2 separate regions of the Gossypium arboreum genome follow, and region 2 is linked to region 1. Evidence: chromatin contacts called from public Hi-C data. All regions are on one chromosome and are shown on one strand. Each heading gives the region's core, a stretch centred on a gene start, on an enhancer-like site or on the middle of the called end of the contact. The rest is flanking DNA. Distances are from core to core; before and after follow the strand shown. Region 1 holds the start of LOC108485449 (sulfate transporter 1.3). Region 2 holds the start of LOC108483979 (2,3-bisphosphoglycerate-dependent phosphoglycerate mutase 1-like).

Region 1 (6,956 bases), core at 2,446-4,945:
ATGAAAAACCGAAACCCAGTACGTTAGGACACGATTTCTCGAATTTCCAAGTCTTGAATATTGCCTTTACTTGAAAAATCCTACAAAAATAATATTAAATAAAATAATATAGAGATAAAAATGGAATAACAAAGAAATTTTGAATAAAAATTAATTTAAGCGGGAGTGGCAAATAAACACATGTACAACAAAATATTAAATGAAATAATTTAAAAATAGTACGGATAATAAAAATAATAGTAATAATAGTTTTAAAAATAATGGTAATAATATTAAAAAAGTAAATATAATGATGATAATAATATTAAAATAATAATAATAAACAAACGATATATTAATGATAATAGAAAATAATGATAATAATAATGGAAGTAATGAAAATAATAATAATAGAAACAATAGTAATAAAAGTAATAATAAAATGGAAAATAACAATGAAACATTAATAATAATATACGTGCTAATAACAATAATAATATAAAAAAAGAAAATAATACTATATTGATAAAAATAATAATAGTAGGTTAATAATAATTGTAATAAAAGGTAAAAATAAAAATAAAAACACTATTATGTTGCTACTACTAATAATAATAATAATAAAGAAAACAGTAATAGTATATAGAATAATAGTAAATTAATTATTTTATTATTATTAAAAATAACACTCTTCCCCTCCTATTTAAATCCGGCCATCGGTCCGGCCTTGCTCCGGCCACCGGACCTCCACGAGCCAGTGTTGGCACCACCTACACGGTGGTTGGACCTCAAAAAAAACCCTTTTTCGGCAATTCCAAAATGGGTAAACTTCTTCCCCTTATTTTTACTTTAGTATTAAAGAAACAAAATAAAATTGAAAGATAAAATAAATAACACTCTTCCCCTCCTATTTAAATCCGGCCATCGGTCTGGCCTTGCTCCGGCCACCGGACCTCCACGAGCCGGTGTTGGCACCACCGTACACGGTGGTTGGACCTAAAAAAAACCCATTTTCGGCAATTCCAAAATGGGTAAACTTCTTCCCCTTATTTTTACTTTAGTATGTAAAAAGAAACAAAATAAAATTGAAAGATAAAATAAAATAAACAAGGAACTTAAAACGAGAATAGACGAAAAAAACATCTCTTTTGCTTTGATTTTTGATTAATCTCGTGTATTTCTTGTATTGAGAGTCTCTCTTTTTCTTGTATTCAAATCTCTCTCTTTTTTTCTTCAAAATAAAAAACGAAACCCGATTACAATGGTTTTGAATGGCTTTTATAGCCAAATTTTACAACTTGTTTGCTAACCGATTGCCTCTTTCTTTTTGTAGTCAAATGGGGTGATGGAGGTAGTGGTTGGTTTAGTGGGGTGTTAATTAGACTGTTAATTTATTTGGTGTTTTGGGCTCTGCTTGTTGGGCCCGAGCAAAATTTGGGCTCTATAATTTATGTGTATTTATTTTGAATGATTTTTCTGTTAATTTTTTTAAAAAAAATTATAAATTTTTAATTTTATAATGGTTGAATCGATTGAACCAAAAACCGATGGTCCAATCGGTTCAACCATCAACCCCATTTTTCAAGGATTGATAAATTATTTCCATTTCTTTTCCATTTTCACCAATTTCTTACCCTCATTGTCTCATTTTCTTTTTTTTTTTTTTTTGTTTTGAGATAAAACAATAATTAGTCTTTGAAGTTGGCAAATATTTCTACCTTGGTCTCAGAACTTTTATTATCCACATTAGTGACAAAACTTGACAATTTTTTTTTAATTTGGTCTATGAACTTAGATTTCGTTAAGGTATCATGACATGACACTTTAAAATTGTCACATTATCATTCAAAAATGTTCTAAAATATTTTTTATTTTTAAATTTTATATACTTTTTTTTTAAATTTTCAAGTGATAAAATGGCACAATCTTAGAGTGCTACATAATCAAACCTTAATGGAATCTAAGTTCATAGAGCAAATTACAAAAGAATTCAAATTCGGGAACTAATATGGAAAAAAAAATTAAGAGGCAAATTTAAAAAGTTTACAAATTTAGGGATTAAATGTTAGAAAAAAGAGACTTAGGAAATTAGAATGGCAGCTTGAGGTGTGAATATCCCTATCCTTAAGGATATTTGATTTAACAAACATTATTATTTATTCAATAGGAAAACAATAAATAAAGAAGAGAATTTTGAAATAACAAAGCAAGTTTGGAAGAGAAGGTTAAGTGAAAATTGATTGAGTGACTTTGAATGCTATGATACGTAGTATTTATAGGTACAATGTATGTCAAAAAATAGAAAACAAATATTTGATTCTAACACTAAAATAATTTTGCCTAGTATCACTGATATTTATACTGAACTAAGCTTTCAAACTCAAACCTCGTACATGCTTACTTATCCTTTTTTTATTTCGCCTCTAATATGTATTTTAATAAATGTATATAAAAGATGTGAGATTTGTGTAATTCTGTCCAAGGCTTTCAAAATTCTCTTATATGTTAATAAATTTTAATTTTAAATTACATTGAAAAAATTAAATTAAAATTATATCTTGTTAAATAATCATTTAAACAATTTTCAATTAATACATTTAAAATAAATAAAATATTTTATAAATGAATTGAGAACATATCTTAAAACGACTTGAAAGTGCATGTTGAAATCGAATATTTTTTTAAAAAATTGATACATGGATAAAGAGAGTAAAACTACGGCCAAGAGGAACTAATAAAGGTAGTAGATGCGCAATAAACCCACTTCCAATGTGTGAGGGGAACCCACCCTTAAAGACGTCCATATTCAAACTAGTATTGGGTTTGGCATAGGCTGTGAGGGGAGACTTCAAAAAGTCGTTTTTTTGTCTTGTTTTGTAGTGTATGTTAGACTAGGGACTGAAAATGAAGTTGTTAAAGTAATGGCCATGCTTTCATCTCTGACTTTTCCTTTGCCCTTTCCCTCATTCATTCCGTCATTCAACCGAAGTTTTTTTATATTTACGTGTTTTAATCCCTCACGTTCGGTTGCCTGCAAATTTGGACTCAACCTATTCATTTTTCTTACATTATGGAAAATGAAAATTATAAATTATATTGAATTGAGACCCAATTGTGAAGTACTAAGTTTAAGGCAGGGGGAGGGGGAGGGGGAGGGGGAGGGGCTTTTGCCTCCTTGGTTGAAATGATTATATTGTTATTTTAATCCTCCTTAGAAAATTATAATTTATGCTTTTGGCCCTTGCTTCAAATACTGTATATCAAGGTTGGAGATACAGATAGAAAGCAATTCTGCCATTTTGTTGGTATACAGTCTGAGAAATGGAGACCCAAAGTGAGAAAGAAGAGTAACATTTGCTATGTAAAAATATTATAAATTTATATTTCTGGATAAAATATTATGTGTTGTAAGCATATGCCAAATATTATTAGAATCCACACATAATTTAGGTAAAATTAGATAACAGAAAGCCCAAAAGATCTTATTTTTATCTCTTACGAAAAGTTATTATTTTTTATTTCAACTTATTATTCTATATTCCTATTTTTATGGAAAAAAACAAGAAATAAATGAAAAATCCGAGAAAATGGCAAGAAAGTAAAAAGAAAGTAATGCGGGTTCAATGAACCTGGACCACATTTGGGTTCTCTCCCGGTGATCTAAGGTTTCTCCTGCCAATGGGTTTATTTGTTTAAAATCAATATATATATATTTAAAAGTGACAAGGCGAAATATGAGGACCATCAAGTGTGGAAAGCAAAAAGGTGAGCTTTTGAAGTGATTTTAAACGGTCCCTTTTTGGCATTTGCATGAAATAGAAATTCCTCTCTTTTTTTATTGCCCTTCTCTGTATGTTACTATTTATTGTCCTTTCTTTATACATTACTTTTTAGGGAGGTTTATATACAAATTCCATTTGAAGTAAGCTTTAGCTTTAGCCTTGGCCTTTGGAACTGGGGTGGGGCAAGGTGGGGTCTTCCACTATCAATGGCTTCTGTATGAGAGGAGGTGAGACACACAGACTTTGCTATCTTATCCTTTATTCTGATTCTATTAGTTTGGAACTTTCATATGCTTGTTGTTAATTATATGAACCATCTGGGTTCTTTTCTGGGTTTATAAAGCAGAAATTTGTAGTCATGGTATTGTAAATTGTGATTATAATTTCATGAAATTGGTGAGAGATTTTCTAGTTTGTTTTTGTTTCCATTTTTGCACTACAAGCCAAGAGATTTCAATTAATTATTCGTGTCCTTGGGTCCCCTAGGAGGGATTTTCAAAATGGGACCCTTAACAATACATCAACTAAGACTTTTATACAAATAAAACTGAAAAGTCTCTTCTTAATGTATGGCTGCTTGTGATTGACTGCAACTTTTTCCATCTTTTCCCATATAACATTAACAGAAGCCGCATCAAATCAGTTGTTCTTTGTGCTTGTATTTTTTGCAAATGAGCTTTTCATGATAATTAATAACAAGGAAATATACATAAAAAGGCACAGAGAAAGAGGTGGCTAAAGACTTAAAATTTCTGGTTTGTGCTTCCCAAACTGCATATTTTATTCTAAGCACCACATTTTTACAAGTAATTGCTTGCATCAATGACTAGATATTGAATGATCTATATGTTTATTTTGGTACCACTTCTTGTTTGCTGTTTATATAACATGTAAAAAGGATCCGGATATTGAAATTGATGCTATTCATATGATAATTTAGTAAGTGAAGATGAATGTTTATTTACTTTTGGTGATAGTATTTCTGTAAATTCTATTACCAGGAGACTCTTTTTTGCTTTTATTAAAATTTTACACTAGATTCATGCATTGTTGATGCTTAATTCTCTCTTTTAGCTTGTAAAGTTTGACCTGGAATCCTATTAACACTTATATAAGCAAGATCATATCAAGGATTTATCCAAGTTCAATAGGATTTTGCAATCTCTAAACCATTACTCCACTTTCTTTGGTTAGTTTAAGCATCTTCATTGTGTTCTAATGCCATGAACTATATTCAATTTCTTTGGATGGCTTGACATTTTGATGTTCTGTTCTTTAATATCAATGCTCTGTTTGTCTATTTTAGGGCTAAGAAACTAAATAAGTATACATCAGTGTGGTGTTTTTCATGGTTTGCATGGATTCTTGCATTTTGCTATTAATTCCCTGCAACATTCAGCAGTGCACTTTTTCTGATAAGACTTAATTTTCATGTTGTACAGATTAGTGACATGGAACCCAACTCTGCTTCAAGCATTGAAGCTGAAACCAAAGAGATGGATGTTAGAAGCCTGTCGGCCTCACACCAACACTCGCAGTATCTTCACAAGGTAGGGATTCCCCCTAAGCAAAACCTCTTGAGGGAATTCACTGCCAGGGTGAAAGAAACATTATTTGCCGATGATCCTTTGCGTCCCTTCAAGGACCAACCAAGGTCTCGAAAGCTTGTCCTCGGCATCGAGGCCATCTTCCCGATTTTCGAATGGGGAAGGAGTTACAACTGGAGAAAATTTAGAGGTGATCTCATTGCTGGACTCACAATCGCGAGTCTATGCATTCCTCAGGTAGATTTTGCTATACTCCTAAAACATACATAGAGGCCATTAACTGTTAATTGTTAATGAACCTCCAATAATTTTCATATGTATTTTCTTGGAAAATAGGACATTGGTTATGCAAGGCTAGCAAACTTGGCTCCACAGTATGGACTTTGTAAGTTTTCATGTTATTTATCATCACCTTCCATTGTTAGTCTTTTTGTTGGAGTTGTCTTGAGGTTTTTATTATTGTTTTAACAATTACAGACTCCAGCTTTGTTCCACCATTGATTTATGCCTTCATGGGAAGTTCAAGGGACATCGCGATTGGACCAGTTGCTGTGGTATCTCTTTTACTAGGGTCAATGCTTTCAAATGAGATTGACCCTAATCAAAATGAAGCCGAGTATCTGCGGCTTGCATTTACAGCTACCTTTTTTGCTGGGATCACTCAAGTAACTCTTGGTTTTCTCAGGTAATTCTATATTTTACTCTCTGAATTAATAGTATTTGCTTCTAGCATTCACTAATCTATGTTTTGAAAAAAAAAAATTAGGTTGGGATTCTTGATTGACTTCTTGTCACATGCTGCCATCATCGGTTTTATGGCTGGAGCTGCGATTACAATCGCCCTCCAACAGCTTAAAGGTCTTCTTGGTATAGAAAAATTTACAAAGAAAACAGATATTATTTCTGTAATGCGCTCTGTATGGGGCAGTGTCCATCATGGAGTAAGCAGCCTTCCATCTTCCCAAGCTAAAATACAAAGCTTTCCGAACTTATATCAATTTAATCATTCGCTACTTCCCAGTTACTAAATCTATATGGTTCTACTTCTGCAGTGGAACTGGCAGACTATACTCATTGGAGTTAGCTTTTTATCCTTCCTGCTGTTAACCAAGTACATTGTAAGAGCCTCTAAGTACTATTCCAATTTACAAACTATTTATCGGGCCTGTGAGCATTTCCTAACTTTTACATGCTTTGAAAAATAGGGGAAAAAGAGCAAGAAGTTCTTCTGGGTGCCTGCAATAGCTCCTTTGATATCAGTTATTCTCTCCACCTTTTTCGTTTATATAACACATGCAGAAAAGAAAGGAGTCCAGATTGTAAGCATCTTTAACCTATAATAATCTTTAAGTCCAATACTGCAATCTCTTAGTTGAATGTTTTCTCATATATGCAGGTGAAAAACATTGAGAAAGGAATCAATCCCTCATCAGTAAATCAAATTTATTTCACTGGTGACTATCTTCTTAAAGGTTTAAAGATTGGTGTTGTGGCGGGTATGATAGCATTGACGGTACGCTATCTTTTCTTTACTATCCATCTTCACCCACAAAGGAAATTAATTAACTGCCTCTAAATGGACCTTTTTCATGTTTTCATCTTTTCTTCTTTGTTGGGTTAATTTAACAGGAAGCTGTGGCCATTGGGC
Region 2 (6,956 bases), core at 2,288-4,787, 180 kb after region 1:
TGTAATCCAAACTACAATTATTTCCTATGTTGTGAAAATTAAGGGTTAAATCATAAATTTGAGAAAATTTACATTAGAAATAGAAAAGTGAAGTGCTTAATACTTAAAATGAGAAAAATTGATGTTGTAGTAAATTTTGGAATATTAATAAGTATTGAATTAAATTATATGTGTTATTAAAAGTAAAATATATTGCTACACGAAATATTGTGCTAATGATTAAATTACAAAATATATAAAAGTGATATGTGAAATACATGATAAGGATTATTAGTGAATTATAGATGAATATTGAATTTAGAGTTATATTACATGTATTAAAGATAGTGAAGATATAAGTATATAGATTATTGTTACAAGGATTAAATTGTAAAGTATGTAAAAGCATTATGCGAAAAGTGTAAAAGTGATATGTGTGCATGATATAATTTGCCCAAGTAGACGAGATTAGAACTACTAGGATATTAGTGGAATGCCATTAAGGGACCCTAGTCCGCTCTTAGATTATTAGTATATTAGTGCTCTCTGTTTAGCACATTTGTGCTCTCCGTATAGCACTTTAGTGCTCTCTGTTTAATAGTGCATAATAATGTACCTCTATATCAATTTTATATATCCTAAGTGTTCTGTTTAGTCTACTAGGCCTCTGCTAAAAAAGTAAATAATTTTCATTACAAGGTAAAGGTTTATCTTCGATTCATGTTTAAAATGTTGAATTAGTAAAGTGAAAACGTAAGTAATTTGAATGTATTTGAGGAAGTATAAGAAAGACAATGACTAGTAAGTTAAATATGTAAAAATAAATTGTGAAAGAAATAGTGAGGAAATCAAGAAAAATTACACTAAATGGTGAAATTCGATACATGTATAAAAAGAGTAGTAATTTTTATAGGTTGATTTGAGGACTTAAGGATTAAATTGTGAAATAAGTAAAAAGTTACAAATGAATATGATAAATAAACAAAGAAATGATATATTGGGAATTAAGAAATTTAATAGAATTTGAATATCATGGGTACTTACTAAGTCTTCACCGACTTAACGCGTTTATTTTCAACGCGTAGGTATAGTGATTTTGAAGAATTGTTGTTGAGGTTGTGAGCATCCATCTCATCACATCTCCAAGTGCCAAGAGGGTATGTTTCAAAATTTTAAATAGAATGGCATGTACTTAGGAAGATCAACTGTGTACCGAGTAGTAGGGACTAAAATATAAGTTAATTTAGTGAAAACTTTTTTTTAATGTTCAAATATATTAGTGATTAGCCAAAATCACTTTGGCACCAAATGTAATATTCCTATATCAGGTTCCTTGGGTCAAACCGGGTATAGGGGTGTTACAGACACAAAGTATGCGTCTTCTCTAAAAAGGTTATAGAGACACAAACAATGCAACACAAATATGTGTCTTCGCTGACCAGAAGTAGAGACACGAATAATACGTCTCCTTTAACAATGCTATCAAGACGCAGACAATACGTCTCTACAAACTGAGCTATAGTGTCGCACACATGTGTCCCCACTAACTAAAGGTAGAGACACAATGGATACGTCTCTATTGATATGCTTATGAAGATGCATGTCTCGCGTCACCATAGACTGAGCTATAGCGTCGCATACATGCGTCTTAACTAACTAGAGGTAGAGACACAGTGGATGCTTCTCTACTGACACAGTGAAGATGCATGTCTCGCATCACCATAGATTGAGCTATATAGTCACGTAAATGCGTCTCCACTAACTAGATGTAGAGACACAATGGATGCATCTTCATTGGCTGAGCTATGTAGACGTGTGAGTTTTTGCATCGCCAACCCTAAGAAGACATACCCAATGGTGACGCATGCGAATGCGTTGCCAAACTCTATAACGACGCCATTTCGTGTCTCATTAGAGTTCTCGAGTGTCACTATTGACCTATCTTGTTGTAATGTTACTAGTGTCTTTGACCGGGATTCGCTTGATATCGACTCACCAGCCCTATTGTGAAACAAATATCTGAACGTGTACATAACATAACGTACATGAAACTTCCTGCTACCGAAGCATAATGAACTTTTCTCATGTACTCTCTTTCTTTTACTATCTTAAGACAGTCCTCCAAAGAAAGATGAAGCCATACTACAAAGGGTTGAGTTCCCTTTTTTGAATATGTATTTGCATAACTTTCTAATATTTTGTCCATGTATGAAGCTTGTGATAATGTTATCATTTTGGTTTTTTATTATCCCTTAGTACTTGAATACCTAGAACAAAGTTAGGATTTCTCAAGTCCTTTATGTTATATTGTTGAGTTAATCACAATTTAATCGATAACAATGTCCCTATACAATTTCCAATGAGTAAAATGTTATCAACATTAGAATGAGAAAGATCACCTTTCCATCCCTAATATGTTTATAAACACAAGGTTCATTTAAGTTTTACTCAAATCTAAAAATTTTGATTGCTTGATCAAATTTTTAATTTGATAAGCAGAATACTTACTTAAATCCACATATAGATCTAAGCAATTTGCAAACGTTGATTTTGTTTATATAAATGCTCTTTCCAATATTTCATAATATTGAAATAATTTACATCCAGCAGGAATTTACTTCCAATTTATTTTCCAATCCCCAAAACAATTTATTATATAAGTTTTGGATTTGTTGAAACCATATAGGTCTTTTGCACTTGGGTTATACCTTAATTTAGTTTTTATATGATTTGGATAACTTTAAGGCAAAAGGCCAGGATTCCTAACAGCCCATGGCAAAAGAACAATGCTAGAGCATATTCTTTAGGATGCCAGCAAAGAAGTATTAGGCCCCCATAAACATGAAGTGTCCCCTTTTTTACCTTGGAAAAAAAACAAAGCAAAATATAAATTGGTCAAAGACCTCAGATTTTGGGGTAGGTTTTGGTAGGTGTGACAAAAAAAAAAAAAAGCCCCTTGAATGATACATTAAGCACGTGTAAGATAAAAAAACCCACCAAAAGATGGGGGGTTGGAGAATTGGAAAATGGAGTTAGGTGCTTTAACCTTGAGGCTTTGAAGGGTTGCTTCTTTTTCTTTATTCATTTGTTGGAGTTGAAGTAGCGTATGGTCCTTACAATCTCATCAAGGGTTGTCAAACATAGTATTTACCTTTCAAGTTTTCCAAATTTAATTTTGATTATCATTTGAATCATATATTTTATAATTCTACTTGTAATTTTAAATATGTTTTAAATTTGGAAATTAATAATGGTGACTCATAGTGTTCCTTTTATTATAATAAAGTTTTAATTATAAAAAGATTAAGTAGTCTTAAAATAGTATCATGCGACTGACAAATGTCTATAAATAAATAAAAATATTTTAGAAAAGAAACGCATTATAAATTTTAAAAGTCACTCGAATACATTACAATTTTTAGCTTGCTATTTTAAAATACTCATAAAAAATCATGCCATTTTGGATAATAAATTTAAATGTAATTAGGATTAAAATCTTAACTTTAAAAAGATAATGATTAAAATGATTAAATTCAAAATTTATGTATATTTCAATAACTAATAACAGAATTTGAAAACGAAGACAGAAAACGTGGGAAAACAAAATCAAGAAAACACCCAAGAAAATCCCAGCTTTTTCAAGGTTACTGAAGAAACAACAAAAACTGCAACTATAGTTTTCTTATATAAACCCCACCCCAAAGTCAGTTTTTCCAGGTACCCATCAACGCTAAATACCATCTTTCTCTTTCAGCATTGCGTTTCTTGCTTCTCACTTGTTGTCTTTCAAGGTTTGCTTTCTTCTTTCTTCTTCATTTTTTCTGTATTGAAACTTTTACTGTGTATTTGATTTATGGAACAAAACCCCATATGGGAAATGTTAACTTTGAGCTTTTGATCGGAGTTCCCTTTTTTATTTCTTGGATCTGTCATATTTTATAAAATATAGGGTGTTTGCTAAATTCTTGTTTCTATGATCGTCTTCTTGGCGGCCAAGATATTTGCCCTTTCTTCACTTTAAATGAATGGCTTTGCAAGTTTTTTATTTTTCTTGAGTTTGTTGCCTCTCTTTTAATGATGATTTGAGCTTTGTTAAATTTGCCTTTAACCCTAATTTAACTACTTATTTAGAATGAATAAAATCCCTTAGTGGCATAATCATTGGTGTTTTGTTTGTCTATAATGATGACTTTCTTTTTTCCTATTTGTGCTTCATTTTTGTCTAGTTATTGAAGGTGTTCTTAGATTTGCACTTTGCTTTGCTTATTTTGGATTTTCAGAATGGCCAATGCTATGTTGCAACAAACAGTTGGAGGAACTCTTCAGCTTCTCAGCAATTCCGGAACTCACTGCAATGTCGGGAACCGTTCGGTACGGTTGCTTCCCAAGGGGTTTAAGTTGGAAGTTGAGTTCTCAAAGAGAGGGATTTATAGTTCGGGAAAGAGGAAATTCAACGTTATTCAGGCATCAACGTCTCAAACCTCTGTTGTTGGTCCTCTTTTAGCTCCCTCAAGTAGTGACACCGTTGATTCTCACATGAAATCAAGTAAGCCAGATTGTCCTAGACATAGTTTCTTATTCAGTTAGCAAATAATATACCAAATGACAATGCTCCATCTTCCTTCATGATTATAAGCCATCGAACTGCACTATTGATTCCAACTAATGCAAGTGATTTGGTATTTCCTCATAACTTGGGGAACAAGAATTAGGTTCTTTTTTGGGGGGAATAATCTGATCTTTAATTTTCGGGATATTCATTGCAGATGAGGTAGCTTTGATACTGATTCGCCATGGTGAGTCTTTATGGAATGAGAAGAACCTTTTTACAGGTTGTGTTGATGTGCCATTAACCAATAAGGGAGTAGAAGAGGCAATTGAAGCTGGTCATAGAATCAGCAACATACCTGTTGACATGATATACACATCGTCACTAATTCGTGCACAGATGACTGCTATGCTAGCCATGACTCAACATCGCCGCAAGAAGGTGACTTGATGATACTTGGCAGTTGATGCTGCCATTGATAAAACCACTGACTTGTTTAGATGGTTTCGAAGTTATTTAAAACCTCATATCTACTTACTAGAAGTCCAAGAGCAGTTATTTTGTCATTCTTTGATTGATTAGACTGATAACCTATTAATATTGACCTGATGATAGGTGCCAATTATCCTTCATAATGAGGATGAGCGAGCAAGAGCGTGGAGTAAAATATACAGTGAAGACACCATAGAACAATCGATTCCTGTTATAACATCTTGGAAATTGAATGAAAGAATGTAATATTTTTTTTCTTTTTCTCCATATCATGACTAATCAAGTCATATTGCCAATGCCTTTCTGACGTCCTCTTATTGGCTGCCTCAGATTTTTTTCATTTTTCTTGCATGAATCATTCATTTACTATCTTCTTCGTGCAGGTATGGAGAATTACAAGGTCTGAATAAACAGGAAACTGCGGGTAAATTTGGTCATGAAAAAGTTCACGAGTGGCGCAGAAGTTATGATATACCCCCACCCAATGGCGAGAGTTTGGAAATGTGTGCTCAAAGAGCTGTTGCATATTTCAGAGATAATGTAACTTCTATATCTGGTTTTATCTATCATCAAATGATTGAAGTCCTTTAATACGACATAGTAGCGCCTCATAGCAAATCTTAATTTGCAGATTGAACCCCAACTTTTATCTGGAAAGAATATCTTGATTTCTGCCCATGGGAATTCATTAAGATCCATTATCATGTATCTTGACAAACTAACCTCCCAGGAGGTATGGACCCTTCTTTCGGTTCCATTCGGGATGTTTTCAATTTTTCCTAGTACTCTTTTTCTTATTATGCTGTATTCATTTTGTATTCTTCACGGGACAGGTTATTACTTTAGAACTATCCACTGGGATACCCATGCTTTACATTTTTAAAGAGGGAAAGTTCATTAGGAGGGGAAGTCCAGTAGCACCAACAGAGGCTGGAGTCTACGCTTACACTAGGGTATGCAACTTCCTCTCAGCATTATTATTGATATGTCATGGACCTGTGTAAAATTAGTTTATTCTACTGCTTTTATATATGTGATTTTGCTTCATGAAGCAAGAAATTTATAAAAGAGCTTTGGAAATAAAAAAGGACTAAGTAGTTGCTTTTTCAGTACTTTTTGAGAAGGAAAGGAGGTAGGGAATCAAGAAATGTTTGGGTTTTCAAACTTTTCCTTGGTCCATGCTTAAAGTCTTAGAGCTTGAGGAATGGCCTCGGAACTTCTGTGCAGAAAGGAAGGTGTTATCTATATATCCACATATGGCCATAGCTTTCTATCATAAAAGTAGCTTTACTTGGAAATAACTTGATTATGAAAGAAGCTTTTCTTGCTGAATTCATCATGTTGACACTATGCTTTGTTTTCTATCTTACCATTGATACCATAGAGATCTCGACCTCAAGAGGAAAAACAAGAAACTTTGCATTAGGATATACTTATCTCTTTATCATCTTGTTTTTGATGACTCTTTCAACCCTTTTACCTAGGATTATTAAGCTCAATTTAAGAGGACTAATACTTCTACCAATTAACTTTTGCAGAGGTTGGCTCAATACAGGCAGAAGTTAGATGACATGTTGACTTGACATATGTCCTTTTAAGTATAGAGGTAACATCGGATCCTGTATGCTAGCCCTCTTTCCGACTCTCGATAAATGTTAAATTTTTTTTTCTATTAAGTTTTCCAGGGCCGTCTTTTTGCATCACTACTGACATCACCATCTACGATTGTTCTGGTTACAATGTTGGACCAATAGCTCCGAAGGTTAGCTGTCGTCCAGTTGATTTTTCATATGGGTGCAGCAAAGTAGTTGCAAGTCCCTGCAGATGATTAGGTTAGGTAGGTGTGCTATAGATATACAATACTCATTTCCAGTTTTTACCGTCTTCAGTTTGTTGTGAAAATATGGACAGACGGGTTTGTCTTTGTATTAAGTTC

What was found. Hi-C and Micro-C count contacts between places; a contact is called where the count stands out from the background.
Region 2: a Hi-C map of leaf shows a contact between it and region 1, with 6 times the contacts expected there. The contact joins the promoter of LOC108483979 here to the promoter of LOC108485449 in region 1. A contact is called at or near these places in 2 of 5 Hi-C or Micro-C datasets (both in leaf).

What each region holds. Positions count from the first base shown.
Region 1 is chr6:137,911,197-137,918,152 of ASM2569848v2, forward strand. It overlaps LOC108485449 (sulfate transporter 1.3), which reads left to right and starts at 3,696. Exons shown (of 15, transcript XM_017789286.2): 1 at 3,696-3,744; 2 at 3,874-3,988; 3 at 5,204-5,545; 4 at 5,645-5,693; 5 at 5,786-5,993; 6 at 6,075-6,249; 7 at 6,361-6,426; 8 at 6,514-6,627; 9 at 6,705-6,821; 10 at 6,938-6,956. The coding sequence starts at 5,213.
Region 2 is chr6:138,088,616-138,095,571 of ASM2569848v2, forward strand. It overlaps LOC108483979 (2,3-bisphosphoglycerate-dependent phosphoglycerate mutase 1-like), which reads left to right and starts at 3,538. Exons shown (of 9, transcript XM_017787560.2): 1 at 3,538-3,770; 2 at 4,260-4,525; 3 at 4,746-4,969; 4 at 5,144-5,262; 5 at 5,404-5,560; 6 at 5,652-5,753; 7 at 5,854-5,973; 8 at 6,559-6,626; 9 at 6,698-6,956. The coding sequence starts at 4,261. The coding sequence ends at 6,603.